Regions from separate parts of the Triticum aestivum genome. Here region 1 is linked to region 2. Evidence: chromatin contacts called from public Hi-C data. All regions are on one chromosome and are shown on one strand. Each heading gives the region's core, a stretch centred on a gene start, on an enhancer-like site or on the middle of the called end of the contact. The rest is flanking DNA. Distances are from core to core; before and after follow the strand shown.

What was found. A called contact is a pair of places that touch in the nucleus more often than the background predicts.
Region 1: a contact with region 2 is called in a Hi-C map of leaf, with 9 times the contacts expected there. The contact joins the promoter of LOC100682416 here to the enhancer-like site in region 2. A contact is called at or near these places in 5 of 5 Hi-C or Micro-C datasets (leaf, root and an unstated tissue) and 1 of 1 datasets of contacts at active chromatin or transcription factors (leaf).

What each region holds. Positions count from the first base shown.
Region 1 is chr4A:563,152,352-563,157,869 of IWGSC CS RefSeq v2.1, reverse strand. It overlaps LOC100682416 (BEL1-like homeodomain protein 4), which reads right to left and starts at 1,688. Exons shown (of 5, transcript XM_044508846.1): 1 at 1,340-1,688; 2 at 1-1,081. The coding sequence starts at 1,005.
Region 2 is chr4A:562,853,719-562,858,924 of IWGSC CS RefSeq v2.1, reverse strand. No RefSeq gene overlaps it. Among protein-coding and RNA genes, the nearest start is that of LOC123086976, 160 kb to the right of the region's middle. Within about 2 kb of position 3,009, at least 5 of the 8 cell types and tissues checked have an H3K27ac peak or open chromatin away from gene starts, as enhancers often do. A contact at or near this core is called in leaf, where this site is marked.

The sequences.
Region 1 (5,518 bases), core at 439-2,938, 300 kb before region 2:
CTGGCCGTGCAATGCCATCGGGAGCTGTTGCACCGACGGGGCCTGCTGCTGCTGCTGCTGCTGCTGTCGGTTGAAGTAGAGCACGCCGTCTCTCACCCTTAGCTCCTCGGCCTGCTTCGCCATCTCCAGCTGCTGTAACGACGGCGACAGGGAGAGGGAGAGGCCCTGGCCTTCCACCACGCCGGCCCCGCCGCCGCCGAACGAGCTCGCAGCGTTGCCGTACGCCTGGAACGCCTCGTGGTGCTGAATAGCCGACTGCGCGTCCGACGGCGGAGGCGACGTCGGCGACGACCTTGACTGTTGCTGCTGCTGCTGCTGAGGGTTCATCAAGAAGAGCTGCATCGCGGCGGCCGGGTCGGTGGCGAGGCCCGCCATGCCGCCTGCTTGTTGCTTGGGCGAGGACGTCTCACCTAATAAGTTTGCCCCGCCGAGGACCACGTCAGCGCGGCCAGGCCCGCCGCTGCCGAACCAACCGCCGTCGCCGGGCAAGCCGGCTACTACCGCTCCCGGCGCCTGCTGCCGGAACCCGAAGCGGTAGTTGGCGTTCATCTGGCTGGCCAGCAGCTCGGTGGCGGAAGGCCCCGACGGTGTCTGGGCGGAGAAGTTGAACATCTCGGCGAGCATGTTGGAGGCGCCGGCGGCCGCCGCGTGGTCGTACATGGTTCCGGGCTCGACGTGCTCATCGCCATCGATAGGGAGCAGCCCGTGGGCAGCGGCGGCGGCCGGGTCGAAGCCCTGGACCCTCATCTTGTCGCGTCGGCTCTGCTGCGCCACGTGGTGCTGCTGCTGCTCGTGCTCTTGCTGCTGGTCCTGCTGGCTGGATCCCGGGCGGTCGAAGCCATCCGAGGAGAAGCCGTAGACGCCGCTGCTGCCCTGGTGGAATCCCTGGGAGTGGGACATAGAACTCGCCGTGGCCGGCCGGCCGTCGTAGATCGCCGCACTGCTCCTGGGTGCGCCCACGTGCTGCGTGGTCGTCTGCTGACACGGTGGCGCCGCTATCCCCATGCCGGCGGCGCCACTGTCATCATCGTCGTCGTCGGCGCCAAGAAAAAATCCCCTTCGATCGATCTCCCGCAGCGACCTGAGACAAGTTCATCATCGGCAACAACCGCGCGCGGCATCAGAGATAAAGGAAAGAAAAAGAACCCAACAAAGAAAAAGATCAAGAATCCAAAACCACAGAATTAAAAGAACTTCAAACAAACAAATTAAAAATCAAAAAGATCCCAATCTCTTCCCCAAGCTCCTCAGCACGCAATCGAATTACGCACGGACAGCTCGATCGAATCGACGCGCTGGCTAGCTAGCAAACACGGCTTAGCCTTTGCGTCTCACTTACCTAAGATGAGGAGGAGCACATCGTTATCTTGTCGAGGGAGTGAAAGGCTTGCCTCCGAGCGACCTCCTCTCCATCTCTGTCTCCGCTTGTCTCCCTCCCTCTCGAAATCTCTTTATCTCTCTCTCTGGTGTGGGTGACTATCTCTATATTTTTTACGCTTGTCCGGTCGGGCGCAGCAGCAGTTCTTGGTCGCCCTGTGCAATCGCCTTCTGAAAGGGAAGAGCGACGCAAAGGGGAAGGGCGGGGAGGCTAATATACACCCCGGCCGCCGCTGCACCTCGCATATATATAAAAAAAAACCTCAGCTCAGTTTCTCTCTGCTGCTGATCCCTCCTGCCGCCGCCGCTGCTGCTGCCGATATGTATCGGAAGAGCAATGCTAGACGTACAGGAAGTTACAGGGGGTTTACGGGGCTGTTGGGGTGTGATTGGCAGAGATCTAATTAGAAGGGCAGGCCCACCAGTGAAAATCAGGGGGAAAATCAGGGGGGCGCCAGTTAGATGAAGCCACGTTCTGTTCCTGTAAAGTTTTGTATCAATCACCCTGTATGTCTAGTATTATTGGTATCGGAATTGGACAGAGCCCGAGGTTAAGGGGAGCGCTGGGTCTTAGGAAAACGTCGCTGTTGTCGTCGCCCTCTCTCACCTCCTCCTTTGGTATCCCCCCTCCCCTTTTCTGTTCCTTTTTCCTTGCGCGTTTAATAACAAGCGTCGTTGTTGTGCTGCGGTTAAGTTATTATTTGCTGGTGCTGCTGATGTCGTGCCCTTGTTTTTACTTGTCTCCCTCCCCTTGCTTTCTCCCCTCCACCCTTCTCCAACTCTCTACCACTACCGTCTTACCACTCCTACATCCGTTTCGGCGTCAACTAATTCAGTGTAAAAAATACTCTTATATTATGAGACGGAGGGAGTAGTTGATAATATGCTAATCCAGACATGTGATCTAGAAGAATGCAAGTAGAATTACGGCTTCATGTATCATCATGTTGCCATACAACATCGGCATCTAGATGACATATATAGATGTTCATGGAGATGTGTTTTTCATTATCCGGCAGAAGGAAGAAATAAATTGGCCGTAAAGCAGAGAGGAGAGGGGTGTGGGGGATCGGATGGGAAAAGAAAGAAAGCGAGGAGGCTGGAGGAGTCCCTCTCCGTGTCTTTCCAGCCTTTTCTTTTTCATTTCGAAATTGACCAGCACTTGAAAGGCCCGGGGCCGGAAGCAAATTGACCCATGCCTGGCAAATTCCGGGGCTTTTTTAATGTGCCTTGAACGGGCGCGCGACCCATGTCCGTCACGCTCCGTTCCTCCTTTAGGTTTGGATTGGAGATATAAAATTTTAAAAAGACAGGAAAAGGAGTGGAGCCTAGCCACAGCTGATTTTTTTTTGGTGGGTGCAACCCTCCTCTCCCTCTCTGTTTTTTTTTCCTTTTCCTTTTTTCTTTTTCTCCGGCTGATCGACGACGTGGGCCGATCTACGCCCTCGATCTGTTGTTTTGGTTGACAGTGTTTCATGTGCATCGCATGCCGCCGGCCTAATTAATCCATCTCCCTAACAGCCCGTACTTGGTTAATTAATTAATTAATTAATTTGCTCAACCGGTAGGCGGAGTACTATTTTTTATTGCTCGCGTCCGTGTTGACCCGACGGGCTTGCTGAATTTGAGCTTTGATGATTTTTTTTTGGTGGGAAAAGAGAGCTTCATTTTTGTTGCGTTAACAGTGGGGCAATTAAGAGGCAGTTGGGAAAGAGAGACGAAGAGCAAGACACATAACGGAGGAGGAGGAGGCCACATTTGTCCCGGCCGTCTCTGACTTTTCTCCGTGGCAGGACCAAGCGGAGGCTGATGGACCGGGGGGCAGGTTAGTCATTTTAATTTTTTGAGTGGTTTTTAATTATTATTAGGGGGCTAGAGATAAGGTGGCCGGCGCGGGCCGTGGAGGGAGGCTGGGCCTGGCTGGAGGCTTGCTCGCGCCTCGCGCGTGTGCTTGCCTTTGCTGGTGCGTCTTTATCGGGCCGCCGCGGCCGTCGGATGGGGATCGTGCGGCCGCCGCGCGGTGGTCCAGGCGCGGGATAGCGGCCACGGGCGGGCCTTGTCGGCCGCTGGGAGCGGGTGAGGCGAGGCGCCCATTTCTTCTTCCTCGCTTCGCTTCCAGTGGCGTCCCGATCAATTATTGGGCCGCTGTGATTTGGACCCGGCACCAACTCGATCCTAGTCTCGCACAGTGATGATCATGCAGTGCAGCCATCTCCCTCCCCTGTGGGCCCCCGCCCCGCCCCGCCCCGCGGAAAAGATGTCCCGCTCCCGCTCGCTCTCTCTCTCTCGCGCAACCATTTGCTTGCATGCATGCATGCATGCTCCACCATGGCCTTGGCCACCATCGCCATGGCCATGGCTAGGCTAGCTCGACCCAGCCCAACGACCGGCTTAGGCAGCGTAGTCCTCCGTGCGATTAGATTAGATTAGAGAGAGACTCGCTGGTAATCTTCAAATGGGGAGCGCTTTTTGCTTATTCCTCTTTCTCCTCGGCCTTCACACGGGGACCTCACTCCTGTTACTTTCTTTCCTTTCCTTTCCTTTCCTTTCTTTTCTTTCTCTTCTCACGTTGCTTTTTCTTGATTCCTCTCCCCGGACGGGTCGACGACGATCCTGCAATATACACGCGGATGCTTGACTTCTGGAAAGCAGCGTGCGTGCATGGTGCAATACCGTCATGTACCCTCGCTCGCAATGCTTCTTGCAGCAGATAGGAATTTATTTATGAGATACTATTATATACTTTAATAAGTATAAGCATGCATGAATGCACGAGGGCACACAATTTCAGTAATGATTGGCTGAGACTGGGTTCAGGGGTGACAATATATTGCCATGCCACTCTTAAAATCGGAGTACCAACATGAACTGCTCACCTATGAGCAGTCGCGATTCCACTAGGGAGGCTTCAATAGGCTTAAGCCTACCCTCCAAAATCATATTTAAGCTAAACATACCGCTTGACAAATATATTCTGATGCTTTACATGCAACAATTGCACTGCATTTGCTAATTAGACTTAGGAAATTTATGTTTTAAGCCTACCCTCCAATGTCCTGCTAGATTCGCCACTGCCTATGAGAGATGGTGACTACAACAACTACTACTAACTACTGAGGTGCCATATATATCTTGTCCAAAGAGGCAGGCAGAAGAACACAGTAAAGGCTGAGATGTCACGTATCCGATCAAAGCCCCTGAAGCGGATGCCCCTGAAGGATGAACTGTAGCTGGATCGCTAGAGGTGTACGTGATATTTTTTGTGGTTGACCCTGCCTGCAGATGGAGGGAAGAAAGACAAACGGATAGGATAGATTCTGTCTGTGAAACGGGCAGCCAGTGAGTCAGTGAGGGTAGGTCCAATCAGCTGGGCATCTATGAATGGCAGTTTGAGGATTCATTTAAGGAGGAGGGAGATCCATCTATCCCTAGCTGAAAGTTACTAGTAAAAGGCAATAGTGTATGTAGCTTGATGGTGGCAGTGGGAGGGGAGGAGTCGCTGGCTAGCTCCGTCGAATGAGATGCCCTCCCGGCATGGGCAACATTCTGCCCTCGCTCGCTACTCTACACAAGATCGATTGGTACACATCTGGAGCCTAGCTAGCTTCAGCTGATGTTCACCATCTGGTTGACTTGAGCCTGAGGGTGCCGTCACGTCTATCAGAGGTAGGTTTCCTTCTGTTTTATACCAATATAAAAACTCCCATCGTGCGATGATTAAAAAATGAACAGGGTCGATCTCACCAACACAAAGCCATTCGTTCGTTCACGAGCTGACGCCTAGCTAGGAACTATACTATATAAACTGTACTTTGGAATTATAAGATGGCAGGAGTTCATATGCTCTTTTTTATCAGAACAACCATAGATTGTGACGTGTACTTTTCTCTCTCACTCAACAATTTCGCCGAGAAAATTGCGAGAAGGAAATGGAGAGAAGAGGACCACAGCGCCAACAGCATCCAAGAGCGTTGCCCACCACTGTCCTTTGGGCATCATCTGGTCACGTGAGGACCCACGTGCGCGTATAGGCCGGACGGGCCTCCATCGGCTCAGCTCTGCCTGTTCTTTCAAGCAACCAATTAACCTGCCCCTTAATCAAGCCTGGCGTTGGCGTTGGTCAGCTTGGCCACCACTCACT
Region 2 (5,206 bases), core at 1,760-4,259:
TTACTGTTGAATTTATTTTCACTATGCCTAGTCTTACTCTAAGCTAGGTTGGAACCAGGTGCACCAAAAGGATGGCAGTTTTCATTTTCACCAGTAAAAACATTACGACTATGACACTGCCAACTCCACACTTGAAGGCTGGCACATTGGGAGATCAAACAGCATATGCATGGACAAGTGACGAAGCGTCGGTCTTCCAGATCATCCAGCACCATCTGCTAGTAGGCACCATCTCAATTACATCTACTGGTACTTGCTCCCTCCGTTTTTTAAGCCTCCTAGCCCTTGTCGATCGATCACTACGTCCTAATCAGCGTATCTAATCGCACCCCAGGAATGGATCAAAGGCGGCTTTTCTCCACTAGTGCGCGGCACAACACACGACATAGCTGACCCATACACCCGCCTTTTCCTGCATGCACATACACCGGTCCTCAATCGATCTGCAGCTGCAAATTAAAGAGGGAAAAAAGGGAGATAAATTGATCGAGAGAGCTGTGCATGCGTGATTACAAGCCGTTAAGGTTTTTTTCTTTTGCTTCTTTCGCTCTCTATAGATTCTCCGGGTTTTTTAACCGGCTCTTTTGATATCTCTATCTATCTTTAATCCTTTGCACATACACCACATTTTTGTATGATCCGTCGACGTGGGCGTGTGTAGTGCGCCCAATCATGCGTCAGTTTCTTCTCCTCCGATTGGAGAAAACCTCCTTTGCAAAGAAAGGGGCAGGCCGGTCCCTGCATCTGCATGCGTACGTTGGTGCACTTGCCAATTAAACAAGGCTGGATCGTATCGTGTCGTACCAAGCGCTATGGGCAGCATGCCCCATATGGCCATATAGGCAATGGCGCTCTATCCGCCTGAGAACAACCACACCACACATGATCGAATGGTTGCTTGGTTATTCATTAATCGGGGCTGGATCGGTCGATTCACGTACGTGTTGAGCGATGGCGACTGTGCTTGGATATGTCCGTGTGCCTGAGCGAATGTGCGTGCTTCTCAAGATTTTCAGGCACATGGGACAGGATGTGACGGCCGGGGCCGGGGATGGGGAGCTAAATTGACGGTTTCTTCCTCAGGTTAGATATTCAGGGTGCAGGTGCTGTTCTGCACCACAGGCTCATGGCGCGTCATTGTTTCTCTTCTTATTCTTCTTCCTCTTCATAATTTCGTTGGGTCGACTGATCGATCTGGTGCACCTGAACAATCTGGACAGGCAAATTTGTCAATGTAATCAATACGAGCGACGGATTATCCGATCGACACTCTCGAACTGGAAGAAGGGTGATCAGTTTTGTACCAGGAGCAATTCTTGGTTTGCAGAAGAATTAGATGCATGCAATAACTCCAAGCGCTCGATAGCTAGATATTTGTTATCCATTACGTTTTTTTTCTGGTGCATACCAGTCCTAATACAGTCAGTCAGTCAGTCCCTACAAGAAGAAAATTACAGTCATGCAGTGTTAAAAATACCACTCTACCAAAAAAAAAATCTACTTATCATTTGTACAAAGCGAACGATAAATCCAGTGTGAGAAGCTAAGCTGGGGCCCGATATGGGGAGGAGAGGGGAGGGGTCGATGGAAAGCGAAAACTAAGGCATGAACTACAACATGTAAAGTAGAGCTCTGAATGGTCAATTCTTGCTTGTTGGGGTAGGGCAGATGAGACATGCATACCAGATAGTCAGATGCTAGCACCACAAGTATGGTGAGGTGTGGGCGCCATGGCTAGCTAGCTAGCCGGCATTTGCAAGAGGGCGCCGGCCCACACAGTTTGCCGCATCCGAGCTGATCTGACCAACCAGACGAGATGAGATGAGCCCCCACAGCGCCCTCAATCACTGTGGTGTGGTGTGGTGTGGTGATCATATCTATGATATGGCCATGGCACCTGGCGGCATGCCCAACATCTTTCTCCAGTTAGTCACTTTCCTCCTCAGAGTCAAGTCAGTAGTACTACTACACTCATTCAGTAGCCACCCAGCCCTTTTAAGACACTAGGGCTACATGCCCCTCCTGGCTGCTCTTTTGCTTGCTTGCATGCATTTGCATGGCCCATTATTGGCCCCCCAGCCCACATTCCCATCCCCATTTCTTCACCTCCTTTTAACTCCTCTCCTCTCCCTCTCACACACACACACACACACACACATAGAGAGACACATGCTGCATATACACACACATCTCGCTGTCACTCTCTTCTCTCTCTCGGCTGTGCGGTGCCACAGGGGAAAACAGAGGAGAATACTAAAGATAAGAAAGCGATGTGTGTGTAGAGAGGGAAGGGGAAGGGGAATCACGTACGTACACACCACCGGTGCAACAACTTGGCGCCGTGGTAGGCCAGCCGGGCAGGCCCATAACGGCACTGGTCATAATAAATTATTAAAGCCGACAGCGCCTCGCTGCGATTCGGCATCCCGTCAACGTGGGCCGCTCTGCCGCCATGCATATGCATGCGCTCCCCGCCCCGCACCAACACATCTTGTTTTTCCTTTTCTTTCGCATGTGGGAGCTAGCCTAGATGTTCTCTGTATACTACACAACTCTTCTTCGTGCACATGCAACACCACACTCGTATTTTATGGTTTCCTGCGGCCGCAGCTACGATTTTGTTGATTTGAGCCCCCGACAATATGGGTGAATTATATATGCGAGAATTAAGTGGATGGACCATGCTCGTGCACGTAATTGATGAAGAAAAAGGGAGGGTACGGACGTGCCGAACGTATTTAAGTGCGTCCGTTTCCCATCAAAATCCATCTTCTCATAGCTTTTTTTTTTTGAGACAAATCTTCTTCTTCTCATAGCTTAGTACGAACTAGAAAGAGTAGGTTGAGGAATTGGGTGGGATGGGTGGAAGGCCGGAGGGGCTTGTCACAGGAGATCTCCCAACTTGTTGTTGCGATTCTGGTTGGTTCACCGGGCCGGACTCGGGACCAGGCCGGGTGTGTGTAGCTTGGAGTTGAGGGTATCTGGTCCCTCCCCGTCCCCGACCCAAAGAGATGGACAACTGCTTTGAGCTGTGCGGCCAAGCCGAACGCCGTGGGGGACCGGACCGGCCGGCCCCGACGTGCCAAATGCCCAGGCCACCACCACCCAACAATATACTCCTACGTTTCTATACCACCTACATAATATCTGTACGCAATTATGCGTATATAAGCACGTATAGCATGCATGTGCCAAAATAAATACAGCTGGTGGTTGCGCTGCGCTTGTTTTTCCTCTGGGCTGGCTCTCGGGCAGTGGGCCTGGAACGAAGCGGCGCGTGTGGGCCTCCTTTGGCAGCTCCCCGGCGGCATCCGATGCAGGCCCATCATCCACCTCCCTTCTTCCTTTGCAGCATTCAGTAAGTAATTCCTCTACATAGACTGGGAAAAAAACAGCTCATCTACGTACGCTGTAACTGAAGACTGAACGAAGAAGTACAGAGTCTAGAGGGAGGGCTATCTATCTCTACGCACGTCGCAAAAGTTCAGGTGTGGCGTGCAGACCCGGGATGCGGCACTGGCTGGCTCCTTCTCCTTCTTCTTCTTTTGACATGCATGAAGAAATGAATGGGCAATGATATGATGCTGCAGTTCCTCACGGGAAATTTACCGGATCGGGGGCAATCGTCTGCGAACGAGCGGTTTTCGAGGGAGGATGGAGCAGCGCGTGGGATTTCGCGCTGTCAGCGACGCAGAGGAATCTGTTTGCCGCTACGTTCTGTAGGGTGCGTACGTACGTAGCCTGGCCCTGGCCCTCGCCCTGGCAAAACAAAGCGGATGCACAGCACGCGGCAGCAGGTGCAGGGGCCGGGCCTGGGTTCACGTTGTCTAGGTACGTAGCCTTTCCATCCTCATGCCTGCCGCTGCGTGAATGATGGGCCGATGATGATCCGGCCACGGCCAGCCAAAGGATCCGCCTGGCTGCGCGCTGCAGCGCGCTCTTTGCATGCCTGCGCCCCTTGAGCGCCACTGACGCTGGAGAATTTTTTTGAAATTGAGGCGGCCCTGCCGTGCCCTGCCGTGCCGCGTGCGGCGAGCAGCGGTGGATCCAAGGCGCGCTCTGCCGCTGCTGTACGCCGTACCTGCGCGCGTCGGCGTGGATCGAGCCGCCGGCTAGCTGGCTGGGGCAAAGGGAATGCGCCGTTTCCGAGGAGGGCGAGCTGTCGAGCTATCCCTGGGCGCTGCGCCGACTGACCGACCGGGCGGTTGCGCGCGCTGATCGCTTGGTCGTCGTCCGTATGCGAGGATCGGATGGAGCAGCTGTCTCATTCGGGCGGCAGTGGAGCTAGCCGCGCTGTCGTTTACCGCTTTTGTTCCAAGCCTTCACGCAGTACGTAGCCTGGTACCGCGGCGTTGGAGTCTGTGCAAGGAAATGTTGATCTGCTACGCTGAGAGAGACGGATGGCGGGAACGTGATCGAGCCAAAGAAAGGATGCCCCGGTCGAGCGATCATTTTCTTACCTGGAGCTTGGTCGATCGTGGAGTGATCGTGGAATTATCTTAGGTTCAAAATCAGGATAGATGATTGCAACCTTTCCTTCATCTTTTTTGGCAGAAAGAAGGTTCAGTTACGTTTATTATTTTATTTTTTTAGAAAAAAAGAATGACACCCGGTTTCTGTATCTGGGTGATGCATGCAGCCGCTTTATTAATTATTCACTCAAGACGTTACAAAGTCATACAACAGTAAGACTAAAGTCATCGTCTAGGCAACATCTGTCGTACTCCTATCCAGTTAATGAAGGGATGCTGATAGTCTGAGCCTAATATCAAACAGACCTCACAGCAAAACCTAAACATCTAAGACCTGAGGTCTCAACTAGGATGCCTACCGGGTACGGGGCACCTATCATTTCGGCACACTCCTCAACTAGGACGCCTGCCGGGTATGAGACCGCCGCAGCCACCTGCCACCAATCTATCTTCAGAGTTGTACTGTTGCATCTACCGTGCCAGGTCTCTCTGCCATCGACGCCACCACGACGCCAGACAGTGTCGTCCTCCTGCGCGAGTCCACCCTCGCACATCGAACGCTGAATCTGCACTGCGCCACGCCGTCGAGATCCACCGCCATCAATGTGTAGGATGAAGCCCCGGTCCACCAAAGATGTCGTCCGCTGGTCCCGCGAGGCCGAGTGCACCTCCAAGAATGCCGCCCCCAAGGGGATAACGACACATGATTGCCGCCAACATACGATTAGCTGATC